2 separate regions of the Sus scrofa genome follow, and region 2 is linked to region 1. Evidence: chromatin contacts called from public HiChIP or PLAC-seq data. All regions are on one chromosome and are shown on one strand. Each heading gives the region's core, a stretch centred on a gene start, on an enhancer-like site or on the middle of the called end of the contact. The rest is flanking DNA. Distances are from core to core; before and after follow the strand shown. Region 1 holds the start of TBC1D2B (TBC1 domain family member 2B). Region 2 overlaps TBC1D2B (TBC1 domain family member 2B).

The links. HiChIP or PLAC-seq counts read pairs in DNA pulled down with a chosen protein or histone mark.
Region 2: a contact with region 1 is called in an H3K27ac HiChIP or PLAC-seq map of alveolar macrophages. The contact joins the enhancer-like site here to the promoter of TBC1D2B in region 1. A contact is called at or near these places in 2 of 5 promoter capture datasets (fetal skeletal muscle and liver), 5 of 47 Hi-C or Micro-C datasets (embryonic fibroblasts, fibroblasts, liver and 2 more) and 2 of 2 datasets of contacts at active chromatin or transcription factors (alveolar macrophages and skeletal muscle).

The regions. Positions count from the first base shown.
Region 1 is chr7:47,837,122-47,841,133 of Sscrofa11.1, forward strand. It overlaps TBC1D2B (TBC1 domain family member 2B), which reads left to right and starts at 2,259. Exons shown (of 13, transcript XM_021098841.1): 1 at 2,259-2,655. The coding sequence starts at 2,296.
Region 2 is chr7:47,920,910-47,924,921 of Sscrofa11.1, forward strand. TBC1D2B (TBC1 domain family member 2B) reads left to right here. Exons shown (of 13, transcript XM_021098841.1): 13 at 3,108-4,012. The coding sequence ends at 3,303. ADAMTS7 (A disintegrin and metalloproteinase with thrombospondin motifs 7) reads right to left here. Exons shown (of 24, transcript XM_021098839.1): 24 at 1-4,012. Among named protein-coding and RNA genes, the nearest start is that of ADAMTS7, 72 kb to the right of the region's middle. Within about 2 kb of position 2,367, at least 9 of the 83 cell types and tissues checked have an H3K27ac peak or open chromatin away from gene starts, as enhancers often do. A contact at or near this core is called in alveolar macrophages and embryonic fibroblasts, where this site is marked.

The sequences.
Region 1 (4,012 bases), core at 1,009-3,508:
AGGGCCCTCGAGCATGTGACAATGACAGAGAGATTGGAAGTTCATGTGCAGGAAGGTCAGGTTTAAGGCCAGCCTGAGAAGCACAAGGAGGGACTGCAGATGTTTCTCGCCCAGTACTGTCTGCCGGCCCCGGCCAGCCAGGCCAAACCCTCATCGCAGAGCCAGGGCTTCACTCCTGGGCCTGTGAAGGATGCCTTCCAGGTGCCCAGCAGATCCCTGCCTCCACCGGATATGCCATGGGGCTTAGTTCTGTCCTCTGGGATGCCAGGCTCCGGCCACCCCCACTTTCACGAGACACACTGACAGAGCTGAGGACGGAGGTGGGCTGCGCCCTCCTCCCCTTTGGCCCTCTGCTCGCGCTGTGTACTGAAGACTCAGCTCTCCCAGCTCTTCCCCTTTCCATAGGATTTCCTGCTCACACCCTACACTGGCTGCCGCCCCCACTAGCAATTCATCGGCATCCGCTTGCCCGTGGGAAGGCCCAAATTAAACACGGTTCCCTCACTCCTGAGGGTGGTCCATCCAACTCCTGCAGTGCATTCTCTGGCCTCCCATGTGTGGGGGCTGCTAGAGCCCCTTTGCCCCTTTTCAGAATCTGTGCTAACTGTATAATAATAATAATAATAATAATAATAATAATAGGAGGAGGAGGAGGTGGTATGTATTGAGTGCTTCCTATGTGCCAGGCAGCATGTTAAACACTTTCCACATGATCTTGTAATCTTTACAAGAACAATGGGATGAGGTAGCTACTTGTATTATCCCCATTTTATGCATGAAGAGACTGAGGCTCAGCGAGGTAAAGGAACTTGCCCAAAGACACACTTCTGGTTAGTGGCAGAGTTAGGAGACAAATCCAGAGCCCAGCCCTTAACACGACGCTGTACTGCTCTCAAAGAGAACCTAACGGCACTAAGGCGGAGGCACTCTTGCTATGGTCACCCAGCCAGACCCTTGCCTGGCCGGGAAAGGGGTGGTCATGTGGCAGCTAACATAGGACCTGTAGCTGCCTGGCTGCCTAGGTGAGCCCTTGGGAGCTCACTCTTGAAGCCTGTCTCCAGTGAAGCAGACTAATTTGGTGTCCCTGTTCATCTCAGAGTGTAGGATTTTCCGCTTGTGTCTGTTAGCGTGTTTGTAAGAACATTCAAAATGGAGAAGGTGGGATGTTCTGATTTGGCTCTTTCACAAAGGTAGCTATAACCTTTTTTCTTTGAGTAAAATTTTGTATTCAACAGTTCCATCTCCTCATCCTATTCTGTTTTTTTTTTCTCCCCAGAGCTGCAGCTGAGGCCTATGCCATAGCCACCATAGGAATGCCAGATCAGAGTGGCATCTTCGACCTATGCCTCACCTTGTGGCAAGGCCCTATCTTTAAGCCACTGATCTATGGAGACCAGGGATGGAACCCGCAACCTCAAAGACTCTATGTCAGGCTCTTAACCTGCTGAGCCATCTCCTTATCCTCTTACTTTGCTTTATTGTGAAACAATAGTATTTGCCTCTTGCAGTTCTTGTGTGAGTTCAAATGTGTTAATACATAAAGCACTGGTAAGTGATAAGTGCTATTTAATTGGTAATCATTTTTAATAACTTCATCACAGCATATATACAACATAGCTTATATTTATCTGTCTTTTTATGAATTATCTCTCTGTCTTATCAGACTATTATCTCCATGATTGGAGAAATGATTGGCGTGTTCACTGCTGTATCCTCCAGGGTGTGGAACTGTACCTGGCACACAGTAAATATTTAATTCAGCAAACAACTGAGTTCTGGAGAGGTGCGAAATGCTTTGTCTTTCATTTATGCATTCTATAAATATTTACTGAGCATCCCCTCAGCGCCAAGCAATAGGCTTTCCCATTTTTGCAATGTAAGCCTGCCAATGTGGCAGCGCAGAGATTTAAAAACTACGTTTTAAAGTAATTTACCTAGATTGAAATACAGTTTTAAGGGGATACTGGATGGGTTTTGAGAAATTCATGCTCCCGTGTAACCCACACTCTCACAAAGAAATAGAGCACCCGCAGTGAGGTGCTTTGAAAACCACATTACACGAAGGCCCAGATGGCACGGCTGACCTTCCAGGACCTGGCCTCTGGGGAGCTCGAAGGGGCAACCCCGGTAGGGGCTGGAGCTCCCGGGGGCGGGCGGGGGCGGGACTACAAGTCCCAGGCTGCTTTGCGCTCCCGCAAGTCGTGAGGAGTGGCTGGGCTGAGGGGAGGGGGCGCAGCGGCGGCGGCGCGGAGGCGCTGGGGGCCGGGGCGCCGGCGGTTGGCGCGCGGGCTGGCAATGCCGGGGCCCGGGACCCGGGCGGAGGAGGGCAGCGGCGGCGGCGAGGGCGCGGCCCCGGGAGCCACGGCGGAGCCTGGGGTAGGGCCCGGGCGGGAGCCAGCGCGGCTGTGCGGCTACCTGCAGAAGCTGTCCGGCAAGGGCCCGCTGCGCGGCTACCGCAGTCGCTGGTTCGTGTTCGACTCGCGCCGCTGCTACCTCTACTACTTCAAGAGCCCGCAGGACGCTCTGCCGCTCGGTCACCTGGATATTGCGGACGCCTGCTTTAGCTACACCGGCCCCGACGAGGCGGCCGAGCCCGGCGCCGAGCCGCCCGCGCACTTCCAGGTGCACAGCGCGGGAGCCGTCACGGTGCTCAAGGTGGGACTTCTCGCCCCGCACCTGCCTCCCGGGGAGCCGCCCATACGCCCTTCCGCCGCTCCTCCTGCTTAACCTCCTTGCTCAGCCTAGCTCCTCTGTCCATTGGGATTTCTGCATCCACCCTCCTTTCTCTGGAGCCCGTCTGCTTTCCTTTCCCCATTTCTTCCTTAGACTCTGTCCGTGTCCTCACCTCGAGCCCTTTCCTGGGTTTAGGTCAGAGTGGCTGGGGGCTACTCAGTCCCCTGACCCGTTATCTCCCTCTGCGCCTTCCCTCGGGCCCTTCTCTGTCCCTCCCCCCACCCCCATCCTGTGGATGTCCTGAGTAACCCTCCCAGTTATTCATGACTGTAGGCATCTTGCCCTTGGGTAAGTTATTAACCTGTCTGTGCTTCAGCTACCTCTTCTGTAAAATGGGTCTAACAATAGTATCTACTGCGTGGGGGTGTTGGGATTGCATGAAATATACTCTATCGGCGGGTAAATGTTTCTGCTTTCAGTGCTGTGGACAGTCAGAGATGTCAGGGCCCTTAGAGATAACCTACTGCAGTCCCCTCCAGAGTAGGCAGGGATGCTCCAGCTAAGGTCTTGCAGCCAGTAAGTGGCAGAGCCCATTTGCTTGCTCCCTATTTTGGTTGGCAGAGGTGGGAAAGATTTGCTTCAGCCAATTCTGCCTTGCCCATTTGAGGCTTCCTTAATCTTCTGGCAGAGAAAACATCATGGGACTAGAGTCAGGAGCCTTGGTCCTGGTGCCGAGAAGGCTCCTCTGTGCCTGGGGGGCGGGGGGGGGCATCATCTTCTAGGGGCCCTCCTGGGTGTCTGGGCCCTGGCCTGGAGCCTGGTCTCTCTGCCAGCCCTGCTCCCTGCTGGTTCCTGTGAGCCTCCGCCCTCACTCCTCTTTCTCGCTTCTCTTCCGTATTGCAAGCTGGGCTTTCTCCAGAGCAGCTGGGCTGGGCTGGGCTGGGATGTGTGAAGACTCTGCAAAGCTGGCCAAGTGGAGAGCAGAGTGGGCTGTGCCTAGCACCCTTGGCCTTGTAAGCACAGGGCTGTTCCCAGGATCTCTAAAGCCAGCAGCAGTTGGAGCTGCTCCTCGAGGTCGTTCTTAGAGCTTTGTCAACTCAGCTCTTGCCATTTCAAGTGGATTCTGATTCCCGTATTCTTTTAGGCTCCTCCATCCCTTCCTTAAGTGGGTGCAGACAGTCTGTTTCTCCAAAGGAAGCCAAGCAGAATTGCAGTCCAGCTCGTACTTACTTAGAAAGCAATCGTGTAAACTTAGGAATGATCCCAGTTAGTACACAGCGACTGTTGCCAAAGAAAGGCTTGTCCTAACTGTACACATGGACTGTCCTTGGGTACAGCT
Region 2 (4,012 bases), core at 1,117-3,616, 84 kb after region 1:
ACTGTCGACGATGCGTAGGCCCCCTGCCAGGCACTGAGGCGCAGGCCCTGTCATTGAACTTGGGGGGCAGTGTGACGGTCTGATTTGCTCAGCTGTGGCAGAGGAAGCCCAGGGAAGGGGTCAATGCAGGAGGAAGCTGGGTGCACCCGGCTGGGAAGGGGCGGCAAGACGTGGCACCATGTGCAGAGGGTGGGAGCACAGCGTGTTTGGGGAACCGCAGGGGTGGCGTGGCCAGGGTGGGGCCAATGTGGCGAGGCTGAAGGCTGGGAGGGAACAGAGCTGGACTGTTCAGGCCTTGTGGACAATGCCCAGGGCCTTGTGCTTCATCCTGAGAGGTTGGGAAGTCCCTGCAGGGTGAGACAGGAGATGGGCCTGTCAGGTGGGAGCAGGACTGGCGGTGGAAGACCAGGGGGTGCAGGCGAGAGAGGGGGTAGCCTGGAGAGCGATGCCCCGGAGGTAGCAAAGGGGGCAGACTGAAGAGAGTGGAGGAGAAGTTTGAACTTGGGAGGCCCCCGGCTTTCTGGCCCTGATAACCAAGGGTTCAGGGGTCGCTTGGCCCCCTTGGTCCCCAGCACAGTTACTGCCTGTTCTGGGCCACCCTCATTGTCCGTACAGGCCCTGGACCACTGGTGGCGGCTGCTCTGGCCCTGGTGGCCGAGGCCGTGTTCTCCGAGGGGATTTCTGTGGCCCTGCTGCTGACTAGGCGGTGCAGCGCCCTCCGCCCGAGGCGCTGAGGCCACCTTAACCTTGGCTGTGCCCTGGGGCTGAGCTGCCTCTCCTGCATGGGAGTGGACCCCCGCATCAGGCTGGGCACCTTGTGAAAACCACGGGAGTCCTTTCACTGAGAGGCATTTGGAGCTTATTCATGTTTCTCAAACTCTGTGGACTGCCACCCATAATAAGAATATTTTATCTCATAACCTAGGGCACACATCCTGGAGCGTTGTAGCTGGGAGCTGCAGGGCACCGTTGCTGCGGGGGTCTTGGGGCAGGAGAGTGTGCAGGGCCAGAGAGGGGATGGAGGACCGGGCTGGAAAACCACACTCTAGTTCTCTTGAGTGAGGCCACGGGGACCAGGGACGTGGACGTCGGGAGGAGATGGGGGCTGAGGCTGTACCCAGCTTCCTCGAAAGTTGTCACTGTTGTTAGGATCTTTTACTTGGGAAGTGGATTTTTAAGAGGTTTTCAGGCTTATTGCTATGTCAGCAACAATAGTATATCTAAGAACACCGTTTGCCTGTGAAAGACTGAGTCTGGGGTGAGCCTTGAGAGCGTTTTCTTCATCTTACATCAGGTCACATGACAAGAATGGTCTTAAGTAAACTTGACTCTGACAGCTAACGCCTGGGAGGGAGGGCATCCTGCTGGGCCCCTGGCAGTTTTGTGCGGGTGTCATTGTCAGCATGGCAGGCGGCTCCGTGGCCGGCAGGGCAGGGCTGCCTTCTGTCTTGCGATCCTGCAGCGCCACCTGGTGAGAGGCTCTCATGCAGCGTTTCTGTCTCTGCCGCCAGAAGTCAAGGTCCAACAAGGCCTGGAGCTTCCGGATGCAGCAGCATCACCTGGGGTGTCCTTAGCACTGCAGGTGCTCTGGCCCTCCCTCTGGACTGGGGCCCAGTATTTTAGTAAGTTCCCCAGACCAGCGGCTCCAAGGAACATTGATCCTGCCTCCATGGATTGGTTCTGCCAAGGAGGAGGTAGGGCATTCTGAGTCAGATGTGGTCAGGGGTGTGGGTGAGAAAAGCTTAGACCAATCTGTGAATCAAGACTTCGAGGCACCTTTCACGTGCTGAGCGTCATCTTCTGAACTTGGCGGGCACAGGGCACTTTCTCATCTCTAGACTGGACCTTCCAGGCCCAGGCAGAGGCGGTGTGTCATCTCCCGTGCTGCCCAGCCTGCGCTGATAGGCCTCAATCGGCAGTGACCGGTATCAGTTTGATTCGGTGCTTTCTGCAGCAGAGAAGGGCCTGGGGCACCTCCATCCCAGGTATACGGAGCCTGTGACTGACGGCTGTCGGAGAAAAGGGGCTGGTCTTACGGCCCGGTTCCCAGTCCCCGGCCAGTGTTGTTTTTCACAGAGACCCACGCTGAGTGATGGCTGGGCTCCAGCCTCTCTCACTCACGAGTTCTAGAACATGCTCCGGGGAGCCGGGCCTTAAAGCCAGCCTTTCTGGCCCTTTCCCTTCTTGCAGGAGCACCCCCTGGCTTGGAGTGAGGCCCGAGGAGAGGGTGGTTAAAAGCATGAGAGGAAGGAATGCCAAGGGCGTGTGACCTTTCTTATGTATGCATCATGGTAAAGCAGCCCGAGTGACTGAGGAGTAGCAGGAGCAAATGTTTGTTTTCTGACAGAGGCAGGAGGAAGTCCTGTGACATTTCTGTTTCATCACAGCTTCTCCTGGGGTTTGTAAGTGTATAGGGCCTTCCTTCCCTGCTGCTTAGTGCTGGAGGAGCTGGCTTCTGCAGTGGCCCGAGACAGCTGGAAGCCATTGCCACGCCTCAGGGCACGTTTTAGCCCTGTTTTTATTAAACCATTGGCCAGTGGTTAGGGGCAAATTACCATGATTTTTAAATGTTTATTGTAGCTGGGTGCCTTGATCTGGGGGAAGTACAAAACCCATAAACCACCCTTTTCTCCATAGACTGCATCTTGCCACGCCACTGACTGGTCTGCCAGTTACCCCCAGGCTTGCCCAGGCATCGTGCATCCGTTCACTCCCCAGCCATCAGCTTGGCAAGTCTTCCCAAGCACACCCTGCGCAAGGCTTCCTGCTGGTTCCAAAGAGTCAGAGGCATGTGGCCCCCACCGTCACTGAGCAAGTGCCAGACACCGTCCTAGTGCCCACGGTAGCAACCCAAGGAACCCATTAATTATGCGATGTACAGATATGGAATTGGAGGCTGTAAAGAGGGCACTTCACCTGCTCTGTGTCACACAGGAAGTGCCTGGTGGAGCTGGTGTCTGGATTCAGGCCACCACGTGAGCCTGCCCCTGCAAGAGCACAGCCCTCCGAGCTGGACTCCCCGTGCCCTCAGGCCTCTGGGCTGAAATGAGGGCTGAGGGTGAGCACTGCCTGAGCCTCCCTGACGTGCTCCGTCTGTGTCTTGCCAGGAAGCTGATCAGCATCTCCTTTGGGGACCTGAACCCATTCCCCCTGCGCCAGATCCGGAACCGGCGTGCCTACCACTTGGAGAAGGTCCGGCTGGAGCTGACAGAGCTGGAGGCCATTCGGGAGGACTTCCTGCGTGAACGGGACACCAGCCCTGACAAGGGCGAGCTGGTCAGCGACGAGGAAGAGGACACCTGAGCGCCACCCAACCCCCACCCACCCCGACGCTGCTCTTCTTGCCTTCACAACCAAAGTGTGCCAAAAAGGTGAATAGCGGGGACGTGTCTGCTCGTTTCAAAGCCCGAATGTCACATCCGTGGTCTCTGGACGTCTGCTGGGCAGATGTCAGAGCCACACTGCACTTTCTCATTCCCACTCGGGGTGGGGGCTCGTCTGTTTACAGCCATCCCCACGCCGCGGCCTCTGGCGCTCGCATTGCCCTGCTTTCTGCCTGGTGGGTCATCACCAGCTTACAGTCAGCTGCTTCCAAGAGTCTGTTTACAGCATCTGTCGGCTGTGTTGCTGTGTCTTGCTTAGAAAACCTTACCTCGGCCATCTCCCCCTTGGTGTCCTGTACCTGGTGGGCGGCCGTGGGTGTTTTTTGAATGGCTGCCAGGGAGGATGCCCACTGCACTTCAGACACTCCTGAGCCAGAGTCTGACTGCTTCCGGTGGCATAAAGGTTGGTGGGAAAAAACCTTAGGAAAGCAAGCACATCCCGTGTGCCGAAGCAGCCTGTGGAAATTCTGTCCACAGGCCTTCTTTCTGCTGGCGGCTCCACACGGCCAGCCATGCCCCCGTTTCTGGCGCAGCGTTTCCCCTCTCATGCACAGCCTCCAGACACCCCCACCCCGCAACTCACTCCGCCCACACGGGCCACGAGGCTCTGTGCAAAGCTCCCCTTTCCA